2 separate regions of the Gossypium hirsutum genome follow, and region 2 is linked to region 1. Evidence: chromatin contacts called from public Hi-C data. All regions are on one chromosome and are shown on one strand. Each heading gives the region's core, a stretch centred on a gene start, on an enhancer-like site or on the middle of the called end of the contact. The rest is flanking DNA. Distances are from core to core; before and after follow the strand shown.

Evidence for each region. Hi-C and Micro-C count contacts between places; a contact is called where the count stands out from the background.
Region 2: a contact with region 1 is called in a Hi-C map of hypocotyl, with 2.2 times the contacts expected there. The contact joins the promoter of LOC107945466 here to the promoter of LOC107935191 in region 1. A contact is called at or near these places in 4 of 34 Hi-C or Micro-C datasets (anther, hypocotyl, leaf and 1 more).

What each region holds. Positions count from the first base shown.
Region 1 is chrD12:27,087,486-27,091,857 of Gossypium_hirsutum_v2.1, forward strand. LOC107935191 (U-box domain-containing protein 30) reads right to left here and starts at 3,086. Exons shown (of 1, transcript XM_016867760.2): 1 at 555-3,086. The coding sequence starts at 2,467. The coding sequence ends at 1,112.
Region 2 is chrD12:27,271,435-27,276,035 of Gossypium_hirsutum_v2.1, forward strand. LOC107945466 (putative glycosyltransferase 7) reads right to left here and starts at 3,208. Exons shown (of 2, transcript XM_016879483.2): 1 at 1,462-3,208. The coding sequence starts at 2,857. The coding sequence ends at 1,487.

The sequences.
Region 1 (4,372 bases), core at 1,836-4,335:
AAGAGAAAGGGGGGATCTTTTCCTTGCTTCCTTGACGAAAAGATAGTTTTTTTTATAAAAAAAAAGTGGGCCAAATTTGTGAACAAATGCGTGTAAACAAATAAAAAAAACCATTGTAGTGGACAGAAATTTCTTGAATCCAGAAAAGATTGAGCCACTTCTGTTTGCGCAGAAGGATTGAGTGAATGGGAGCTTTTTACTGATTACAAATAGGAGTTCTCTCGACAATTTGCGAGTGGAACATTTCATTACAACAGTGATTGAAAGAGAGATGACAATGGGTTTGTCCTAAATTTCTCCCACAAAGCGATATAAACTACATATGATGGACCCCAGGTGTTCCACCGTGACAGTGATCCCCCCAAATAGTAACAGTTCAACGCATTTGTAAATGCTAGACCACCCCTCTCTTTTACATGACATTGACATAGCCTTTGTAATAAATCAAATGTACACAATTGTTAACCAGTAAACTTTTAATTTTATTAATTCTTCATGGAGGCTAACAACAAACGAAAAGTGCAGAATAAATAAGAAGAAAAAAAAACAAGAAAGAAAAGAAAAGGTTATCTTTCATTGTACACATTGAATAGACAATTGATGTCCAGAGGCATTCCAATCTCTCTACAACAGTGGAGCTGAAAATGCAAAACTCCCACTAAAACCAGGACAGGAAAATTGGTCAAGGAAGGCCCTTACCATAGGAACAACTTGGGAGAAATAAGGGCCCCCAACACCAAGGAGCAAAGCAATTCTTTGTCTATTACAATTGTGATTGCAAGCTCCAAAGTCTTGCACAGATAGCACAATTCCATCCCAAGAATGTGCCCCACCCACAATAATCCATTCCACATGATCCTTTTGGGGGGTTTTATTTCAAGGCATTGGAAAAGAGAACTTCATATAATTTCCATTGCAGCATGAAATGTGTTCTTTTTTCTTATCCACATTATGAGTGTTCTTTAAGTAAAGTTGAATCAAATTGCAGGAATTGAAGTGCTTAAATATATACAGGAGAGCTTATTCATACCTCAAACCCCCTATCTCATAAGATATGATCGTTCATTCTAGGAAGATTTCAAGAACCAATCATGGCAGGCCCTTTAACTTGTCATAGGATTGTCCTTGTGAGCTTGCACTTTGAAATAAAGATGGTGTCTGTATAATTTAGGCTACATAACTTCAAGAGCTCCGAAGATTTTTGCTTCAACACAGGATTGCAACCGCTCTGAATCACGAGAAGCAGCTTTGCTGCTAAACCGGCTTCTACAGCAACTGAGGAGCATTCCTCAGGGGCAAGTTTACATACGGACCACAGTATTGACAATGCATATTGAGTACAGCTTTCTGAAATTCTCATCAACAGCCTCACCATATTTGGAATTGTGTTTCCACAATCCTTCAATGCTGCTTTGCCTTCTGGCAGTGATGATAACGTGTCCAATATGAAAAGGGCTAATTCCAGGCAATCAGGTTCCAAAGCAGGTAACAATTCGACCAATTGAGAAACGGCGCCAATACTCACAATCAAACCCATGACTTGTTTATGTAAGCATATAGATCTGAGCAAGCTAAGACCAGGCAAGATTCCATTCGTGTGCCTCTTATCCTTCACTAAGCGCATTAGACCAACCAATAGCCGATGGCTGGAGATGCTCTCAGCCCGAAATTCCTTCTCCTCCATTAACTTCTCTATCAATCGCGTACAATTGATCTTTGTCTCCACTGACCCTTCATTCAGCATGTCTACCATCAACGAAATCTTTGTTGGCTGCATCAAATTGGTTTTGGACTCTGAATCAAGCTCCAAATTGACAAGAACGGCAATCGCCTCTGAACCAACAGCATGGGAAGTAAATGGACCTAACAAGGATGAAATTAGAGAAACTCCACCTTCATCAACCACTGTCTTCATTGCTGTTGCACGTGCAGCCACAACTTGCTTAAGCTCCTTCAAGGCTTGAATCCTGGCCTGACCTTTAGCCTTCTTCAAGGTCTGAAGAAGCTCACTTACCCTTCCTTGTACATCCTCGGATCTCTTCTTCATAAGCAAATATTTCTGCGAAAACCAAGTGTAAATCAAATGGTAAAGGGTTCTATTTGGGGTAACAGAATCATCCCAGAGTTCTTGCATTGTAGTGGGGCAAGTATAGTGCCCCAAATTGAACCATTTGAGAATGTTGGACCTCTCATATGTTTGGCCAGTGCAAAGAGTTACAGGGTCTTGCATTGGCTCAAGAGAGATGGGACAAATAAACACAGAAGGAATCTCAGGTAAATCAAGCTCTTCAATCATTTTCTTCAGATCTAATTTCTCACCAACGGCAGCACCAATGACTCCACCACCAACACCACCCAAAACCCCATCTTTAACAGCAGTATCCAGATCCAGAACTTGCCCATCACCACTACCATCAAATGCAGCAACAACCACCCCATCCGTCTTTGAGGGTTGAAACATGGGCATCTTTGAAACCCGCCCTTCTTTTTCCGAAAAAAAAGAGATAAAGCAACACAGATTCTCAAGGTACCAAAAAAGAAGGATTATTTTTAAAACCCCTCTACACTACCCACAACAAGCTCTAAATTCACTGCACTGACAAGCACCCTTCAACCCACATTATGAAAAAAGAATGGAACTTGTATATTTCCAATCAATTCCTCTCTCATTGACAAATCATAAAGCAAGAAATATACCTTCTTTTTCTCCCTACAAACTCACACATCTATTTTGCTTTATCCTGATCTCTTTTTCTAGGGTCAAAAGTCCATCATAATAACAATAATATCACGAATAAACACACAATAACCAAGCTCCCATCTTTCACTTCTTGTACAAGCTTCCCATCATCAAGCCCCCCAAAACAGCAAAAATAAGTAGGCATAGAAAAGAAAGATACTAGTAAAAGAAAGCAGTCAAAGATAAACAGTTAAAAGAGTAGTACAAAAGCTAATCAATTAGCCCTTTTTCCTCTAAACCCAACCATTAATGGTACAGAAAAATTAGGGGGGGAAAACCCAAACAAGAAAAAAATGAAAAAGCTTCAAGAATTTAGTGAAGAGAATCAACTTATTGTGAAAACAGGCCTTACCACAAAATGGAGAGAAAAAGAACAGAGAAAGCCATGTCCTGCAAAGGCTTCCCTACTGCTCTTCTTTTGGGGCAGTTGTTTGCTGGATAAAAATAAAATAATTTTAAAATTATTAAAAAAAACCTTCACGAAAAATAATAAAAATTAATTATTAATGAGATATCTTAATATATTAATGCATTGCTTCTTCTTTTTTTCTTTTTTTTTTCCATGAAATGACCTTTTTTTCCCCTAATATTTTACCAGAGTAAAAAAAAGAAAGAAAGAAGCGAAAGTTGAAATTACCAAGTTACCGGCAATCAAGCCATCCGACCCGCACACCACACGTGCAGTCATATCAATTCTTTGCCGTAATCTCCCGGCTATTACTTTTAATTTAACAGTGATGTTACTAAAAAGTTAGTTTTCATTAATAAATTGAACTAATGAATGGATTCAAGATTTTGATTTTAATGTTTGTTGTTGTAGCTAAAAGGAATCTCTTTTCAACTTAAGAAACTTCATCCACATATGTTATGTGGACAAAATCTAATTTCAAAATTAATCATCATCTATTTTCAGTTCTTTAATGTCATTCTTATATTATTTATAACTACTCATTTATAGAAATTTTATTTACCTAAAAGAATTATGGGGGCCCTACTTTTTTTATTTTTAAAAAGAAAAATAATTTCATGTGTTTATTTATTTTAGGTAAAGTGCCAGCAAAGCATTTTGACCGTGACAGTTTTGCTTTGACTGCACGCCTGTGCTGCTTCACTTTTCCGGTCTTTGCGTTGACTGCCTTTGCCCCCACTTCCAGATCTAACCAATCACCACCTGCCACGTAGACACGAGAGCCCTGCCTCTTTTTTAATAATGACTTGAAATTAGTATTTGTTTATTTTTCTGTGCCATGGTACAGTGAGTGTTCAGCATAATATCATAAGTATTTCACGCTCCCTCGTTTTTCCAGATTTTTTTTTTAATAATTCATATGCAAATATTAATAATTATTGACCAAATACAATATGGTCTATAATTAGGATTTGAAATTTGGGTGGTAAGGGCTGCAAAGTGTTGGTTGGGAGCCGCTTCTCATAATTATTATTTAATTAATTGCATTAAAGTGTAATAAAATAATAAATATTTGAGTAGTTCGCAAACTCGATGGGTGAGGTTGGAATTAATTAGATTAATTGGCTATTAATACTGGACAGCTTTGTTTTTTTTGGACTTATATGTTTTTAAGTAATATATTAACACAACAATTATTTATATATTAAAATTTGATTTACGAA
Region 2 (4,601 bases), core at 1,958-4,457, 180 kb after region 1:
GTTTTTAGCTTAGGATAACAATTTTGTACTAATCTTCAATGAAAACCCATAATAAAGATTTTTCTTTTAATCTTTTTGCTTATTATAGACAATTGTGAATTGGGGTTTCTAATATTTTACAATTATTGTTGAAGCCATACAAAGAATCCAAAAATGGATTGGTGTGGTGATTTTATAGAATTGCTTGAACTTGATATTTCAATGAAGATTCTCTGATTAATTCTTCTGATCTCATTAGGGTTAACTTGATTTCTAATTCTTGGCACCAATTTGGTAAGCAAATTAATGTCTTTGGTAGAATTTAACTTGGTGTTCTACTATATATCGAAAAAGAATCGTATTAATTAATTCAATAGGATCGATTTTATTCATCTTGCAGTGATAAAAAATGGTCTCTGGGTTTACACACAAAGTATATAATCAAATATATTTAGCTTTAACAAATAAAGAAATAGAAAGAAAAAATTAAATTGTTAAAAGAAATAAAAATATATGGACCAGATTTAACAAATGGAAAACATAGAAAAACTAGTTAAAAGAAATGAAAAAGGGAAAAAAATTGGAAGGAGAAGAAAATGAAAATTAAAAAAAAAATTAAAAGAACATAAAAGAAAAGAATTAAATTACTCAAAACAAAAAAATATAGGGACCAATTGTATAATTTAACCTAAAATTTTTGTTTGGAATGATGATTTAACATATGTCAACTTATCGTTACACTGTTAATGACAATTAATAGCTCAGTTACTAATATGTTACAACTCGATAATGTAAGTGACTAAAGCGTAATATTTCAAATATAAATGACTAAAATATAATCCGAGGCAAACAAAAATGAATATTTTAGTAGTTTACCCTAAATCATAGTTTCGAAATCAAAATTATAAATCTATTCTCTGTTGCAAATCCAATTAAAGTTGGAAATGTTGCTATTGGTCCTAATATATCAAAAGAAATAATTAAAAAAGAACCCTTAGTAGTAAATGTGCATAAATATGAGTAGTTGATATTGAACCCAAGTAGTTCCAAACATAGAAATTCTACCTAATTTAAAATAATTTTTTAGAAGGCCTATACTCACTTACCTAACTAAGCTTAAGAACCATTTGAAAATGAGTTCAACTAAAGAATTTATTTACCCAAGGGGAAGGGAATGATCTGAAGTCCCTTTCATGCTCGCAAAAAGCCTCATTGTTTTATCAAGAAAAGACTTAATACCACCAGAAAACCATTAAACAAAAACCAGCCTTTTAAGCCTCTAATATCCCCCCCTACCAAACACCAACATCTAGCAGCAATTTTTGATAGTTGGGGTTACTCAACAACAACATCATTATCCTTCAATATCATGCATTACTTCAACACAGCAAAGCCCTTCCTCCCCAGTCCCCACCACCCAAAATTAAAATAATTTAAAAGCCAACTCTTTTGTACATGACATAAGATAATGAAAAACCATACCTTTTTGTATGTTTTGTATTGGTTTTCACCATGGACCCTCATCCGCAGGGTAATCAAAGGGAATTTCAGTAACAGTGGAGGAATCATGTAGATCCGAGTGCACAAACCCATACTTGCGCAACACCTGATTATCAGCGAAGTTCAAAGCTTTGACCATCCCATTCCAACAAGACTCCCCAGCATACATCAGATTATGGTCACCACTACAAGGCTGACAACCCGTGAAATGAGTGATCAATGGTCTCCTCCAACTCCCTTTCCCATTCCCAGCTTCCTTCAGGAATTCTTCCCTAAACGCTGCGTATTGCTCACTCACTTTCTCAGCATGTCTCCTCCTTAACTTTGGCGCCCCTCTCTCAATCTCCAAGTATCTCTCCGTTGTGTTCTCGTACCCTCCAACAATCTCAACCCAATACCCTTCAAAATAAAACTCTCCTTCCAAATAAATATGATCATAATATTTCTCTTTTTCTGTATAAAGCAAATAAACCAGAGCCGACTGATCATCTGATTCAGGGAAAAGCTTATCTTTGAACGTTAATCGTTGAATCTGACCCCATTTCTCATAATCTTTACTCATTGGACCCATGCCAGACCAAGTGTTAATCAAATCCATAGACCATTGGCAATTCCTAATCAGAAAAACCCCAGCATTTAAACTGGTCCAACTTTTCTTCTCATAAATCAACTTAGGCCAACCATGAACAACCAAGTTATGGTTTTTGTACCTTTCTAAGGGTAACTTAAACTCCATGTCTGTAAACAAGGCGTCCGAGTCAACCCACCAGATCCACTCAGCTTCAGGGTGAGCTAACATGGCTGCTTTAACCACAGGTAACTTTGCCCAATAGGAACCCATTTTGGGGTGCAATAACAAGTTATTGTAAAAAATATCGTAGCCATGGATTCTACAGTAATCAACCTTGTTCTTAAAGAAACGCAAGAGTAAATGATCACCAATGGGATTCTTACATGGCTTGGGTTGGGACCCAGTTACAAGAACGATTCTTTCACGTGCTCCGGCGGCGAAAGAAGGATGGTGCTTCAACCACTCTGCGCGTTTTTGATCCCAATCTTTCACCGGCTTTTCAAGGGAGTAACCCATCTCCGGGTCGTCGTAAAAGGTGGGGTCTTTGGGATCGGATTTTAAGTTAACTCCGAACCCACTTTCCGAGCAATCGACTGGATTCATGCTCAACTTGGAGGGTGGGTCGGTTACAGTGGGTTCAAAGTTTGGTGTTGGAGTGAAAAAAGACCAAAATGACGCTACTAATAAAAGAGCTAAAAATGCAACACCAAAGACAAGAAAGGCATCGGGAAGACACCAAAACGACCGGTTCCGAGGTTTCGCCATGGGAGAAGAAGATTGAGGATGAGAAAACTCAGGACACACCATTTCCTGTAAGAAAGAAAACTGGGTTTTGAGGTTTCTGTGTTTCCCAAGGTTTTTAAAACGGGATGCCCTCCAATTTTGGTTATGCAATTAAAGAAGACTGGGGACACTGTTTTAATTACTGTGTAGTTGTATTAAAAGTTAAGGGCGTCGGTTTGGGTGCGCCAGGGATGCTAAAATGCGCGGGATAGAACGGAGGTGAAAAACATTTAAAACGACACATGGCAGTTTGGCTCGTGAAATTGGTGCCGACAATTTAAATTGGATTCTGGGAAGGACTAATCATCCGTTTTTTCCGTTTAAATTGTGTGTTGAGTTTTGTACTTACTGAAACTTCAACAGTGGAAAGATCTTTAGTCAAAAAGTGTTTTCCAAAATTAATTAATAATTCTGTTAAATTATTAAATTAGGCGGAGCAAACTTTAAAGATGGGATGCACGTGATTCGAGAAAGCTTTTATTTTGCATGTTGCTTTGTAAAAAAGGATCTGATTGAAAATGGACCCAAGTCAAACGAAAAGATCTAGTGGTTTTTCTTTTTGAAAAAAAAATCGTATTATTTTGCCCATGCTCAATTCATAAAATAAATAACGAAAAATAGCCTTGATTTAAGGCTTGAATTGCTAGGTGGTGCTGTATATCTAAGAATTATTGGCAAATTATAAATGATTTTGTCATATTCTCTTCGTATGCAAAGATTTAAAATACGTGGCAGATAGATAAGTTAAACCGAAACCCACAGTGAAATTGGTTTTTGTCACGTATTTTACTGTGAAATGTGAATGTGACGAGAGCATTTTTCCTTCTAATTGGAAAATGTTAGTGGTACCCAAATTTCCAGTACAGAGAGAGAGAGGGAAGATGGAATAGATGAGCTACCTGCAGACACAGTGACGGTTCAGAGCATTGGCAATGGGCCGCCATCATGTGAGTCTCTGACACATGGCCCCGTATATACATGGAGCTTAAACTTTGGTTTCAAAATTTTTCAAGATTTTGCACCCCCTCCCCACCAGCAAGCTCCCGTGGCTCTGATGGTAGCCTAGATCATTTGTTTGGTATGCTTCAGATCTTGGATTTGCCTCTCAACAAAAGCATGTTCTTGTTTTTTCTTCTTGTTTTGCCATGCTGCTGCACACACATATTTTACAATGTCAATTTGGCATTTTGCTCTTAATTAGGTTTTTTTATTCAACGCGTTTTTGTTGATGCACTGGATCAACGGTTAAATTTTTTAGGAGCAAAGAACTAGAAGCAGAGAGGAAGAAGGACCCCCTTTGGGACGTCTGTCAATTTTTATTAAATCGACATGTGGTCACATAAAACAACACACTTTGATGAAAATGCCAACCAAGAGGTTATAAAGTTTAACCTCGATCTCATTGATGAGGTTTAGGAAGCAGCAGAAATCAAGAACGTGGCACGCGCTCAGCAAATAGCTCGCTACTACAATTCCAAGGTAAAAAACAAACAGTTCCAAGTTGGTGACTTTATACTCAAAAGTATTGAGGTTAGCCTCCCAGCTTCGCAGCACGAAAGATGGCCCCAAGCTGGGAGGAACCATACAAAGTTGTAGAAAAGATAGGCTATGGAGTGTACAAATTGGCAAGACTAGAGGGCACAATTCTACCGCGCACATGGAACGCACGTCATCTTGACAATTGTAACACCCCTTACCCGTATTCGATGCCGGAATAGGGTACGAGGTATTACCAGAACATATACACATTTAACCGTAGTAAACCAAG